2 separate regions of the Mus musculus genome follow, and region 1 is linked to region 2. Evidence: chromatin contacts called from public promoter capture Hi-C data. All regions are on one chromosome and are shown on one strand. Each heading gives the region's core, a stretch centred on a gene start, on an enhancer-like site or on the middle of the called end of the contact. The rest is flanking DNA. Distances are from core to core; before and after follow the strand shown. Region 1 has its middle 50 kb from the start of Mir6414. Region 2 holds the start of Cpeb2 (cytoplasmic polyadenylation element binding protein 2).

What was found. Promoter capture Hi-C pulls out the DNA fragments that hold promoters and counts their contacts.
Region 1: a contact with region 2 is called in a promoter capture Hi-C map of hippocampal neurons, with 10 times the contacts expected there. The contact joins the enhancer-like site here to the promoter of Cpeb2 in region 2. A contact is called at or near these places in 2 of 39 promoter capture datasets (cranial neural crest and hippocampal neurons), 1 of 484 Hi-C or Micro-C datasets (cortical neurons) and 6 of 115 datasets of contacts at active chromatin or transcription factors (astrocytes, embryonic forebrain, embryonic midbrain and 3 more).

Annotation. Positions count from the first base shown.
Region 1 is chr5:41,937,381-41,944,698 of GRCm38.p6, reverse strand. It overlaps the pseudogene Gm20156. Among named protein-coding and RNA genes, the nearest start is that of Mir6414, 50 kb to the right of the region's middle. Within about 2 kb of position 2,333, at least 26 of the 459 cell types and tissues checked have an H3K27ac peak or open chromatin away from gene starts, as enhancers often do. A contact at or near this core is called in cortical neurons, forebrain and hippocampal neurons, where this site is marked.
Region 2 is chr5:43,228,378-43,235,672 of GRCm38.p6, reverse strand. It overlaps Cpeb2 (cytoplasmic polyadenylation element binding protein 2), which reads right to left and starts at 2,420. Exons shown (of 12, transcript NM_001368806.1): 1 at 585-2,420. The coding sequence starts at 2,210. Gm7854 (predicted gene 7854) reads left to right here and starts at 319. Exons shown (of 8, transcript NR_028417.2): 1 at 319-721.

The DNA.
Region 1 (7,318 bases), core at 1,084-3,583, 1.3 Mb after region 2:
CCACACAGATAGGTAGGCCCAAAAAAAAGCCAGTTAGCAAGTATGTCCATTCTCCCTTGCTTTGCTAAGGTATCTTGTGATAGTCCCAAATATAGATGTCATCATACAGGATTCAGGAATCACTATTGCTTCAGGAAACTACTTATTCCTTCCGATCTGAGAAATTGACTTTAACCTATCCTCTACAATCCTTCAAGTATTGAGCTTGGGAAAATACAAGAAGATAAACTCTTCCTTTGACAAAATATGCCAGAAAATTTCAACATCAATATGTTTCATAGTCTCATATATTAAAACCCAAGCACTCAATCCAAAAATGTCTGTAGAGAGGAACAGGGACTGGTGTATAGAAAAGAAGCCAGAGAGTGTTGGGTCTCAACATCCTCCAAAGGATGGCTTTAGTGATAACCCAAAGCCAATTCCCTTTGTCTTCTAAGGTATTATGAGATGGTTTCTGGGGTCCCTTCTAAGCTTAAGTTAATATACATTCAAACAAAGACAAATATTTATGCTATATGATTCTGCCATGCAGTGTCAGGGTTCTGGAATCAAGCCTAAGAAAACAGAGACGATGTCTCTACTTTCCAGGAGTTCATGTAAATTTACAGCATGTTCCAATTCTCAGTTTGTTTTATTTAGAGAATTTCTCTATTGTAGAAAGGAATTTCTGGCATTTTCATACCTAGTGAAGGATTCCTAATACTCTACTTCCAGCTTCATACTCTGTTATTTGTCATGAGTGAAAGATACCACACCCTGAATTGCTCCTGCCAACTATTCTGGCAGCCTAGCTTTGAAGCTCCTACTTCCTATCCAAACACCCTAAGTCACATGAAGACTCTGAATAGAGAAGGGAGCTCAGAAGTGCAAGTAAAGCCAGAGTGTATCTGCGAAGACATCCCATGGGTTATAAAATAGCAGAAGATACCTCGTGGAGTGGGATCCAGCAGTTCATTCAACACTTCCTGAGCACTGGGCTTAGGATTTGAAGAAAAATCCCTCTGCATCTCTTGGTGTCCATTTCCTGATTTTTCATTAAGATGCAGTGGCCACAAGAATGCTGACCTCACGGTTTGCAGCCCCACGGAGGGAGGAATGGTGTCAACTGGCCAGATCCCCAGAGCTCCCGGGGACTGGGCCACCAACCAAAGAATACACATGGAGTGACCCATGGTGCTGGCCATATCTGTGGCAGAGGATGGTCTTGTTGGACATCATTGAGAGAAGAGGCCCTTGGGCCTGAGAGTGTTCAATGCCCCATTGTAAAAGAAAGCCAAGGCGGGAAGACGGGAGTGGTAGGTTGGGGAGCACCCTCATAAAGGCAAGGGGTGGAGGAATGGGATAGTGGGTTTATAGAGGGGAGATCTAGAAAGGGAAAAACATTTATAATGTAAATAAAGAAAATATCCAATTTAAAAAAAAATGTTGCCCTCAGACTTGCCATGTACACAGAATGAAACTGACTAAGGGCCTTAACTTCACTGTCTAAACTACATCACCACATTGATATCAGCAGTAGCTCACACCCAAGTAAAGTCTCAGAATGGCGGGGAAATTTACAGAAAACATGGAACCCTCTGACCATCATCTTTAGCCCAAGGATTCACCTCCAGTTTTGCTGAAGCTTTCTTCAAACTGATATCTAAGACCTTTCCCTCCCAAACCTCTTTTTCCCCTACAAATTGAACCTACTTTGTTGTCTGAAGGCTCCCCAGCTTCTACTGTACCTCTCCCATTTCCCAACAACTTAGCTAATCAATCTCCTGCCTTGTAATCTAAACCTCTTGTAACCTTAACCCCTTCTTAAACTAGCACATCAAAGCAATAGCACCTCATTTCCCCTCCTCAAACCCTGTGAAGATGACAGCAATAGAGGTACTGTATAAGCACATGATAATTCAGAAATATGACAAATCCTATAAGGACCCAGTACCTTTCATTTATTTCTCCACAATGATTACTCACTATGAGCAGAGACCTTCCTGAGAAGTATCTGGAGACAGAAAGGAATTTTGCTCTTCTTAAGTAGCCCATAGACTAATGGGGTCTTTCTGGACTCTCCTCACCTTAAGCATAGCGAACAGTACCTTAGATGATAACTTTTGGTATAGAAATGGGGTTTGAGGAACTAGAATAAAAGGAAAGATGAAGGAAATAGGAAGAAAGAAGCTATTACACCAAAGAGCTCCGATTGAAAGATCATGGCTATTCAAGTGTACGTGAGAGTTTTTTAAATTGTGATCAGATGCAAGATGATGCTCCGCTCCTGCCAGAGCCTCACAGTACCAGCACAGCTTGTTAGGATGCAGTGGTTGTAACAGTTCTGCAGAGAAATTCTTCAACTGTTGTCACTATTTTCATAGCCCAGAATATTCAGCCAGCTAACAGACCTCTGGGAGAATATGCTCCGTGTTGTAATTTTCCAAAGCCGACACGATTATAAAACCCAAGCAGATGGAAAGAGGACTGCAGTGGCCGGGAAAAGCTGTTAGCAGTTTCCATTTGAAGACAAAACCATTATTTTTTTAACAGACCACTACTAGAATTTGATGAATCTAGTCCATTTTGCACCCTCTGCTTTGCAGAAAGCCCTGCAGCCCTGCCAGACTTTGCAAACAGTTGCAGGAGGCTATTTTCATACATTTGTTTATATCAAAGCATCGCCTCATAGAGTTTCACATTTAGCTTGCCGTTAATCTCTAAACTGCCATCAATATATAGTTCCCAACCCTGAAGATTGAACTTCAAAATAAATAGTGGTGCAATCATAAGTTATTTAAAATATTACTGTGTACCCTATCACTCTGTGTCAAGAGCCAGTTTGCTTATGGGAGAGCTTGATTTCATAATTACATATTAGAAATCATTTGTAAGGAAAATTGATTGGTTTATTTACAGCAAGGATTTCACCAGAAATAACCCTGTCTCCAGCTGGAGGGGTGAAGTATCAGGTTGAAATTGGTACAAGAACTTGAGGAGCCTGTCACCATCTTGTTTACTTCTTGTCACTGGAAGGAACAACTGCTCAAAGATCAATGAGGGAGGGGGCAAAACTGTCATCTTTGAACATCTGCATGGTTCACAAATCAAATTTTAGGCACCATCATGGGATACTGAAATAAGTGCTCAATGGAAATTTGTGAGTTTCAAGTTCCAGTTGCTAGTCCTTTGTAAGGAGACTGCTCAGCATGGCTAGATACACTGCTCTCTCACTGTGTGGGCATGCTAAAGATGGCAGGTAGTCACAGAGGTGGAGAGAACCACCCACCAGCCTACAAGACTGATGAGTGATCTGCCAAAGACTATCATTTGCTGGTCCCTCATCAGCAGTAACAAAAGCATTTAGACAGTGCCAACACCAACTCCTAGGGCCTGGGCTGAGTCAATTCTCCCTCATGTTTCCTTCGCTGAAACTTTTGGCTACATTTCACTGCTCATGATATCTGACAGCAAGAAAATTCTTCTACAACAAGGTAAGCTCAGTTGTTTTGGGGTATTTTTGGTTTTGGTTGGTTTTTTTGTTTTGTTTTGTTTTGTTTTGTTTTGTTTTTCTGTAGCACCTGTCTGCAGCCTTTGTTTCTAGTTCGGCAGAAGCGTACTATGTCTCTATTACTATTATTATCATTATGAGTAGTATTATTAAGTAATGAACTCATGCCAATTAAAACCTCAAAATATCATCATTCCAAACAAAATGATGATGAAGATACCAACCATGGTAGTAATGGCACCTATCCTTCCAGTTGGACAGGAGTTCTCTGAGAAACAATTATCATATATGGAGGATTGTCACCATGACTTGGCACAAGTATTTATTTATTTCCAATTCCTGTGACTCTTTCTGAACATTTCACTGCTATTATGAGGGCAAAGCATGACAAAAAAATGACAAAACTATAGAAGGTCTTTTAAAGACTAAGTTGTATGATTTTGCAAAGGAGATCTCTTCTTTTCTACTCACTTCCCATCTAGGGTAAAATCTCCTTCAGGCCTTTGCTTCTTCCATGAACCAAATACCTGTGAACTTCCCAGTGAAAGCAACAAAGCTTCATTCACCTCCTAAAAGCCAGTGTCCGTTCTGTATCTATCTCATGGTATGTCTCAATAAATGGTGGTCAAGCTGAGCTAAACTAAACCGTTTTGCTCATTAGCAAATGCCAATTTGTCCTTCAAAATTTCCAAACTCCAAAAACCACCTCCTTTTTCAAGGAATGTGTAGGTGTTTCCCCACACAGTAAATCCATGGGACTGTTATATAAATGAATCCTCTAAGATTTTGTGTGTCAATATACTTTCCTAACTATTAATTCTTGTTTCCAGAAGAGTATGACATGAAATAAGCCAATTGAGTATAGGTTGGGTTTTCTTGAGGCTAGCATGAGCATCTACAGAATTAGTACTTATGGAACACTGGGTGGGTGGGATTGAACCAAGCTGAGAAGAATTGCAGCTTGGATGTCCAGCAAGAGAAATAGATAAAGTACTACCTCTTTAGCTCTAATCTTAATGATCTTACTGATGTCTAGTGATGGATGAGGACAGCATAAACCGTTTCCCCTTTATCACCTGCCAAAACTGAAAATGCTGACAACTCTTCATGCCCTGTTGATTCTTTTCCTTCTTACAAAGGATGAGGTCAGACAAGTTTACTTGCCGTGATTGTATTGATCTCCATTCTTAAGCTGCAATTGGATCTTCCCCTTGCAGGCAAGTTGTCATTGACTTTTACTTGCAGAGACAGATACTGACCCTGGGATGCCATGGAGGAAGCCAAGACTCCGTATTCAATTGTGAACAGCCCAGTGAGCTGGAATTTTTATACCGACAGAGCTAACCTTCATTATCTTGTCAGATGGGGTCTTTTTATGTCACTCCAAAAAGAGTTCTATTCAAATACAGATTCGTGCAGTGGAAACAGAGATATTATACTAATAAAACATCCAAGGCAAATGAAATCTGCATCTTTTCCAAGCTCATCATTGCTATTAGAAATAGCATAAGTAGTGTATCAAAGAACAAAGGCAAGAGTTACTTGGGTGGCCAGATCTGACTAGATAATCATTTGCCTTGGAACAAGAGTACCAGTTTATGGAATTCATTCATAAGCATTATTAATGAATACGAAGGTTAGCTCTATGTTTCTGAGACCACCTTTGCAAACACACACACACACACACATATTTTGTCCTCTTATGGAAGGCAAAACCAAAGCTCACAAAACACAAGGCCTTTGTTGACTGTGTTACACTGCTGATAAGAAGTCTAATTACCAAAGGCCTTACCCCAAAACACCTTTCTATTTCCTTTGGCTTTTTTGACATCAAGCCATACATAAATGCTTTCTTATGCAGGATCTCGCTTAATAGAACATTCCAGTGAAAGGTTGTGATATCTTTTTAGGCAAACACTAGTAACCTTTTATAATTGCATCATAACTCAATTATATTATTTCCCCCTTCCCTTTCCTTCCCCTAAACACACCTATATACTCCCATTTGTTCTCTTTGAAATTCATGGCCTCTTTTATTCATTAGTTGTCCTTACATAGATATATGTGTGTGGTGTATTATATAAATGGATATTATATATATATATATATATATATATATATATATATATATATATGTGTGTGTGTGTGTGTGTGTGTGTGTATGTGTATATTTAATATATGTGTATATGTGTGTGTGTGTATATATATATTCCTAAATAAACAAATCCAGCATGTTCTGTCTGTATAATATTACTAGCATCTCTTTGTTTTATATTTTCAAGGCTGACCTTTGGTATTGTTAACCAATTAGTATTCACTTCCCTGGGAAAGACTATTTCTTCCCCTCTAAGCATTTCTTAGTTCCCTGCATGTGTTTTTGGAGATGTGAGGCCTTGTGAGGTGTACCCTGTACACAGTTAGCATGATTACTTGTGTCATATTTGTTCAGGTGATATTTAGGCTATCACAAAGTTAGTCTTCCTAATGAACTAAGATCTAAGACTTGTGTGCACAAAAAAAAATATCAATGTTGACAAAAAAACAAAGAAGATCTAAATTTGTGGAATAAAAGAATTGTAGTTTTTTTAAGTCAATTTTCCTTAATATAATATAGCACTTTAACACAATGTCTATTAAAATCCTAGCAAGAGTTCTTGTAGATATAGGTGGGACCATACAAAGTTGGATGTGGAAAACCAAAGAAACCCTGTAAACCTAAACAATTTTGAAAAACAAAACTTAAAGTAAGAATAATTTATAGTCCCAATTCAAGACTATTTTATAGCTCCACTAATGAAGACTAAGGTTATTCAGTTACACAGCACTGCACAATTCTATTTCCATAACAATCTGACAGAAGTAGAGAATAGGATGATAGATTGGTACTGGACAACAGTTATAGGAAACAAGGGCCATGAGGTAGCAAATGCTGATATGAAGGCTGAACACGAGAAGTCCTTTCCTGAATGAGTCTTCTGTATCTTAACTGCATTGATGACAAACTCTTAGCTGTACTATTATACTACAGTTATGTAAGTCATTACTATGGAGGAGTACATGATGATACCTAGCACCGTGCCCATAAATATCTTGCAGCTGCATATAAATCTATAATAATCTCCAGATGAAATTCTAAATGCAAAAATAAACCACTGTCAGACACGTTGTTGCAAGCCTACATTCCTTTCTGGGAGTTGAGGCAGGAGGATCACCATAAGTTTGAGAACAGTCTACCACTACATTGCGAGACTCTGCTTCAAATAAACCAAAATAACTTTAAATTTAAAATAAATTAAAAATAAAAATATAAAGACATGAAAAGCCTTAAAAATAGTATTTCAGGTGTTGTCAAAAAGCTTAAGTCTCTACTACTGATATATGCCACTTCTTGTCATATTGATTATCTTTATGTAATTCATTGACTCTCTAATGGTTTTCTCTAATGGTCTCAGAATTTATTTCAAACTATTATGGATTTAATTTTATATTACTTAACTTTTGGTAATTGAAACATTTGGTAAATAAATAGTCACTTTAGACTCCCCAGTTACATCCAGGGCATCACAGATTTACACAATTCTGTTAATACACAGATTTACAGACTCCACTTCAAGTCATGGTTCCTCCAGCAAGCTTTTCCTTATGACTAGACAGTCCACATATCTCCTACATGGCCCACACACAGACACTATACACACACACACACACACACACACACACGAGTCATTTGTTCTCTTGTACCACCATTCTAACCCTGATACATTGTCTTTTGATATTACCTTAAAGTTACTCCTCTTTTCTGCTCCATTTGTAATTCCTTATTTATCC
Region 2 (7,295 bases), core at 1,171-3,670:
CAAGGAAACTCTCAACATCAGCGAACTCAACGGCCACCCAAAATCTGCCTTGGGCGGAGTCCGGGTTGGGGGCAATAACAGAAAACATCCTGAGTCAGAAAGGACACAGAGTAGCCAAGCGCCTGCTTGGTGTCATTTCATGATACCGCATACCCCCTGATTCCGGTACACACCCATGTCGAGACATCTAGGAGGAAACACATTAAAACCTAGATTCAAGGGCGCCTTGGGTCTTCAACCCTTCAAGATGTGACCAAACATTAAAAAGAGCAGAAGTCGAGAGCACTCCAGCCCGCGGCCGCCCGCCGCGCGCAGACTGACAGTTCCTCCCAGCTCTGACAGCCCGCGGGTGCGGCTGCAGGTGCCGCCTCGGCTTCATTAGCCCAGCTCAGGACAAACTCCAGAAGGGAACAACCCCAGTTCTGGTCCCCTCGGTCACCCCGGGGAAGGACCCAGCCCTAGCTGCTCACTCTCCGCCCGCCTTCCCGAGAGTGCTGCCCCGACCCCGGGTCCGCCGCCAAGCCGGAGCGCCCGGGGCGTTCGAGGGGGCTTGGCGGCTCCTGTTCCCACCGCGCACGCCTTACCTGGTGGTGGTTGTACGAGTTCCTCTGCTGCAGGAAGGCGGCTGCGGCAGCCTGGTGCTGCTGCTGCAGCTGCGGGCTGACGGGTGACCTCCGGCTCTGCGGCTGCTGCGGCGCCGCCGCCGGCGGCTGCTGTTGAGGTAAATTCATGGCGGGCGGCGCGGGCACCGTGGGAGCAGAGAACGGGCCGCCGAAGCCGCCGCCGCCGCCGCCACCGCCGGCCGGCACGCTGAGCCCCGCGCAGCCGTGCGGCGACACCGGCGAGAAGCTCGGGAAGAAGGCCGGGTTCATGGACGATGGCAGCCCGGGGTAGAAGCCGTTCTCCGAGTCCGGGCTGGGCGGCGGCATGGCGCTCAGAGAGCCGCCCGCGCCGCCGCCGCTGCCCGGGGTGGCAGCCGAGGAGCCCGGGGGCTGTGGTTGCGGCGGCTGCTGGGGCGGCTGCGGCTGCTGGGGTGGCTGCTGCTGGGTCGCCGGCGGAGGCTGGGGCGGCGGCGGCGACGCGGTCTGCACCGACCAGGGGGTGCCGAAGCCGGGCAGCGGTGGGGGAGACGCGGAGCCGCCTCCCCCTCCGGGGGGTCCCCCGCCCCCGCCGCCGCCGGGGTGCGGCAGGTCCGGGCTCTGCAGGCTGCTGAAGGCGCTGGTGCCGAGCGCCGCGCCGGGCAGGAGGGTGCTGGGGCTGTTGAGCAGAGGGTGGTTGGGCGACTCCATGGAGCCCGGCGCGGGGTTCACCGGCGGCGTCGAGGGGGGCAAGCCCGCATTGGGGGGCTCGGCGGCGCTGCCCTCGCCCGCGGCCGGGGTCTGGCGAGGGCTTCCCGCGCCTCCGTGGCGGCGCCGCGGAGCTGCGGGCGGCGAGGGCGGGAGCTGCGGGAGCTGGGGCAGGTCGACCGGGCGCTGCCGCTGGGCGAAGTCCTGCGGCGGGAGGTGCTGCGTGTGCGGGAGGCTGAACGGCTGAGAGCGCTGGGCGAGCGGCGCCGACTGCAGGAGCGGCCCGGGCGGTGGTGGCGGCGTTGGCGGTGTTGGGCTGAAGCGGCCGGGGCAGTGGAGCGGCGGCGGCGGCGGCGGCGGCTTCGCGTCCGGAGGGTGGGGACGGTGTGGCGGGCTCAACTCTTTCCTCTTCTGGCTGCTCAGCTGCTGCTGCTGCCGCTTACTGAAGTCCTGCGGGGAGGAGGTGCGGCAGCAGCAGCAGGAGGAGGCGGAGGAGGAGGAGGGGTGGTGCAGACTCGGTTTGAAGTCCTGGGAGGGGAGGAGGTGGGTCACACCCGCGTTCGTGCCGCCGCCGGGGTGGTGGCTGGGGAGCTGCTCTGCGGCCGCCGCCCCCGAGAGCGGCCTCGTCGGCTGCTGTGTCAGCCCGAGCAGTAGCTCATCCTGCACGGCCTGGGGATGCGCCACGAGCGGGGAGGAAGAGGAAGCTGCGGCTGAGCTGGCCGCGCCGCCGCCCGAGGGGATGGCGAAGGGGGAGGCGGCCTCGGAGAAGCCGGTGACAGGCAACGGCGGCGGCGACAGCGGGCCGAAGGGCGTGGCGGGCGGCCCGGCGGCGAAGGGCCGGTAGGCGCTGCCGCCGGGCGAGGATCGTGGGCTGCCGCTGCGCAGCAGGGCAGTGTGCAGCACCCCGAACCCGAAGTCCCGCATTTATCAGGCCGGCGGCCGCGGCAGGAGACGCACCCCGTCCCCTGCCCCGCCTAGAAAGCCCCGGGAGCCGTGGCGGCGCGGCCGTGGTGGAAGGATGGGGTCAATGGGAAAGGGACACTGTGACTGAGCCGGGGCACCGACTTGGGGCCCCGCCGCCCCTCACGGAGGCCACCGCCGCCTCCCGGAACCGGCTCCGGCACCACCGCCGCTGCCTCGGCCGCCGCCGCCCTCGCCGCTTAAGAACCCCGGAACGTGCGTCAGCAGCCACCTCACAATCGCGCCGCCCCTTGTCGCGCGCCCTGGCACGCGCGAGCGCGCCGCCGCCGCCGCCGCCGGCCTCGCCCCGCCCCGCCCCTCATTAGCGTGCGTTGTGGACCCTGCGAGGCAGCGGGCGCGCGCGGCGCGTCCCTCAGTCCAGGACCTTGAATGGAGCCCAAGGGGGTGAAAAAAAAGCCGGTGGAAGTTGGGGAGACGGCTAATGGGTCTCGAGCACCGTGCGCGTGCGCACGGAGGCGAGCACGCGCGGGCGTTGCGGACGGTTCCTGGGCAACCGCCCCTCCTGTCCCCTGTCGCACGCGCCCCCTCCTCAGGCCCCGCCCTGTCCCAGCCCCTGGGGTCACGTGAAGTGCCGCTGTCCCAGACCTGCTAGCAGGACTAGGGCGCTAAGCTTGCAGGACTCTAGAAGGTCCCATGCTCTGTGGTCGGGTGCGAGCCGCGCGTGCTGTCACCCACCCTTGCCACCGCTGGAAGGCATTTTTTTTTGTTTGTTTTTTAAGAGTAAAACGCGAAACACCGGCGCCTTTTGCAGCAAACATTTCCACTTCAGCAAGGGGAACAAAGTCTGGGAGCCGACAGGGCTCTGCGTGGTTACTCGCGCAGGAGAGCTCTGAGTAGGTTCTGAGACCAGCTCCTCCTGGCCCCGCTGCTGCAAGCCCTGGGTGCGCTGTCACCACAACCCAGGGGTGCCGGACTCCTCCTCTACAAGTTCTTTCTGGCTTCCTTCCCCCGGGAGACTCTCATCGGAACATTTCCGAAGCTTTATTAATTTTCAAGGGAGAAAGATTTCTCACATCAGGGGGGAAAGGAGATTGTGACTCAGCAGCGGACTTGTTGAGGCTTGTAAAGTGGAAGGGGAAAGGCTTTCCATGTAGACAGAGGAGCGCTGGATGGGGACTTAATCCAGTGTAATTCCTCCCCACAGGAACATTTTACACAGAGAAAACCACACTTGACTGTTTAGTCCAATGATAACTGATCCACACGACATAATAAAGAATTGTATGTTCTTAGTTTTTATTTTTAAGTTTTCCTGGTGCTTAGAAAACTGAAATTACTGAATGGATTCCAGAAATACCTACTGAAATCTCAACAGTTTGCAGAAAGTTGATTCAGACTGGACTAATGATGTTGTAACTTACTAGTCTCTTAAGGAAGTTAGGTAGATGTCTTTCTGAAGCCCCTGTCAGTTGAATTTGGTTCCTCATCTTATTTCAAAAGTATGCAAGTCAAATAATCAGTAAAAAGAGAACAGCACTTCAAAAAGAAAATACTTTATAAGATCTATGTGTGATTAATAAGCTAAGTTTCCCAAAAACATATTTTATAAAATTCATTTACTTCAGAAATTAGCATGATAAGCAGAATGTTGTTTAAAAGTTAATCTCAATAGCATATTTAACAAACAAGGTAGATATTGATCTGGAAAAGTGCTTCCTTTAAATTACAATATGTAAAAGGCAGCATACATTAGAATTAAAAGTTATCAATAAGTTATCAGTGTCAGTGAGGTCCATGCCTGTGATCCAAGCATTTGGGGGGATGGGGCAGGAGAATTGCTGATGTCAACAGAAGTTTCATGCCAGTCTGTCTCAACCTTTCCCCAAATGTCCATTTCTAGCTCAAAGATTTAGATAGTATTAATATATTTTACAGGGATAAAGCATACAATAAGGAACTAAGGCCAACGAAGTCTTAAGAACAGATGTAGTTGTGTTTTTTTTTTCTTAAGTAAGAGTGTATTTGATTGGAAAAAAGTTTCAGTAAGCACCCCCTAGCTCAGTCTATGCCCAGGACAGAGAAGGGAGAGCCCTTATTGAAATTCTCCTCAATGCCCTTCTGCACCAGTGTTTGAACACAAACAAGACTGCTTAGTGCTCTAAGTGCAAGGTTTTGTTTCAAAGGACTGACAGCCCTCTTGAACTGGACAAGAGCCATCCCGTTTGTCATTATTCATGAGGTCAAACTTCATTTTCCATGCAACAGATCCTAAATCCTATCTGCCATGTCCTCTACTCACAAGTTCAACACCTCGGAGAGGGTTTTGAAGGCCCCATTTTTCACAGGAGGGGAAGTTCTTTTCTGACTTTTAAAGCTTTGGAGTTGCTGAGCTTCTCATGTGTGAAAATGTCCAGAGAGAAAGGTTTCCTGTAACGTGTAGGTGGGTGCTGGTACTGGAAGTGAAGGGCTTGTAGCCTTACAATAGGTTCCAAACTCAGATTTTAGGAGTCTATATTATGGTCTTGTTTTCATCTGAAAATATGTTTACTCTATGACCATTAATTAAAGGGTTGATTCAGGCTAGACTAAGATTAGATGTTATAAGCACCATCTTCTTAGATATGTAGATAACTCCTTGTTCTCTGTTAGCTAAATATGATTTGTACTTCTTGGTATCTCAGATGTACCTAAGTCAAAATAAGCAGTTCGTTTGTTCCCTCCCACTATCCTGGGCAAGCACTAAAATGTATATTTTTGCTTCCACTTTATATACACCCAAACCCACATATGTTTGTGCAACTAAAAGACATTATTAAGCAATCCTTATTCTTGGAGGGTGCAAAGAATTCTGTTTTTAGCTTAAATGTATCCAAATGAGTTCAAATCACAATTCTTAAGATCCATAAATACATATTGATACAAAATCCAAAAGGCCACAGTCATAAAAGACCTTATCGTACTTTCTATTCTATCTTAAACCTCTTATCAGAACTTCTCCCCTAGTCTTACCTTTAGCTGCATACCTGACTGCTTCTTTCACTGAGAAAGGAAGGCAGTCACCTGAGGTCTGCCTTTGTCCATGGACACCTGACTTTCCTACTTGCTACAATGGATGGCCTAGCTACCTGCTTAAGGACAGGTCCTCCACTGACACACCTACTCCCTCCTATTCAAGTCCTAGCTTCAATAGGTCTTCCTCCCTTTTATCATCATCTCTCTGCTCACTTGGAAACACTCCCAGGTACACAAAATATATCAGTCACCACTTCCCATCATTGAAAAACAAAACCCAAGCCCCTTGAGTTTTGGTTCTTCCTCTTTGGTTACTCTCCCTCTTCTGCTTTTTACTGGTACCTATTTAAATGTCCAAGCGAATGGCTCAGAGACACCTCAAATTGCCATTGCATTTGCTCAGGTCAAAAGCCTTGAAGCCAGTCTTGATGTCCCAATCTGTACCGTGTATAAATCATCAGAACTTACTGCTTCTCCAACTGTTAAGCTATTGCCAGAGTTCACCTCTGAACACTCCAACCACAACCAATCTGGTCCAGGGCACCACTCTTTTTCCCCTAGATCGGTATTCTCATCTTCTAAGTCTCCAGTTGGAAGAACGTGATGGAGTGAGCTGCAGTGTATACTATTCCCAATACTCTAAAATTATAATCTCACTGTAAACATTAGTCGAAATGCCCTTTTCAAGATGGAAAACATCATGTCAATCCCATTAAGTATACTTTCTCAGAATAAGTGAATGCTTTTAATAACCAAAGGTTCCCCCTGATTCCCCTTACCTCCTCCTGACCTAGAATGGGGTGATTATTTTAAACAAATCAGGCCAAGTCCTCTTAGCTCATTGACCTCGCAGTCTCCATTGTCTAGAGTATCAGCCCCTAATACCAACAGGCTCACTCCGTCTTTTCTAAGCCTCTCTTTCACTTATTTTAAGTCTCTGCTTGTGATGATTAATCTTGGTTGTCAACTTGATTGGACCTGGAATCAATGAAGAGACAGAGCTCTGGACAAACTTAGCAGAGTATTTCCTAGAAGGCTTAAATGAGGGCAAAGACCCTTTCCCAGAGTAGGCAGTACCTTCTAGAAGTGTCCTATATACAAAGAGTTCTAGAGATGTGAAGGGTGCTTTCCACCTGCCCCCTATGCTTGTGCATGTATCTGCCCTGCTCCCGCCATGAGACTACTGTCTTTCACAAACCCCATCCCAGTGTCTTCAGACTTCCCACAAGCACAGGGACTAGCAACTCTCCAGGATTCTCTCACCTTCAGCAAGTAGATTAGGCATGCTGAGATGGCATCTCACCTTGTGTACCAAACAGCTAACTACCAGGTTCACAGCATCTCCAGACAGCAAACAGCCATTATTGAACTACCCATCCCATATCAGGGAAGCCAATCTAACCATCCCCTCTATTAACCATGTTTACTCTATCCTTCCTGGCTCTCTAGAGGATTCTGACTACTGCTCAGGTTCATTACTCAGTACTAGCCTCTCTGCCCCCTCACCCCAACATGATGTAAAATTACACCCCCTTTCAGGCTCCCTGTTCCTCATAGGCTGTGTAATTTTTTTTTTCTATGCCTAACAAACTACTTACTAACAAACATTTCTGCCCTATACATTAGACCTGAAACCCACAGGGAAAATACACTATCAGGTATGTTTACTCCAGCAGCCTCATTTCCTAAACAAGGCCCTGATACATTGAGAACATGCATTGAAGAAAGGGTCCCTTGCTTTGATGAAGACCCACATAGGAAATAACAGTGGTAGGTAGAGATGGTGGACTATGTACCTCTCAATTCTTCATTTGCTTGTAAGCAGCTTCCCAAATGCCGTACTAATGCTACTTAGGATCCCAAAGCAAGCGAAGATAATTCTAGGCATCAGTAGGATCAAGAACAAATAGATAAAGCATCGTAGGATTTTTGAGCAGAGAAAAGATAACCGTGAATCCTAGGCGCCTAGAGCTGGAACATCAGCCTTCAGTCATAGGAATATTGAGATGCTTGAGCAAATGGAGGAGTTGAACCTAACTCCCAGAGTCCTTGAGCCAGTTCAGGAAGAACAGCACA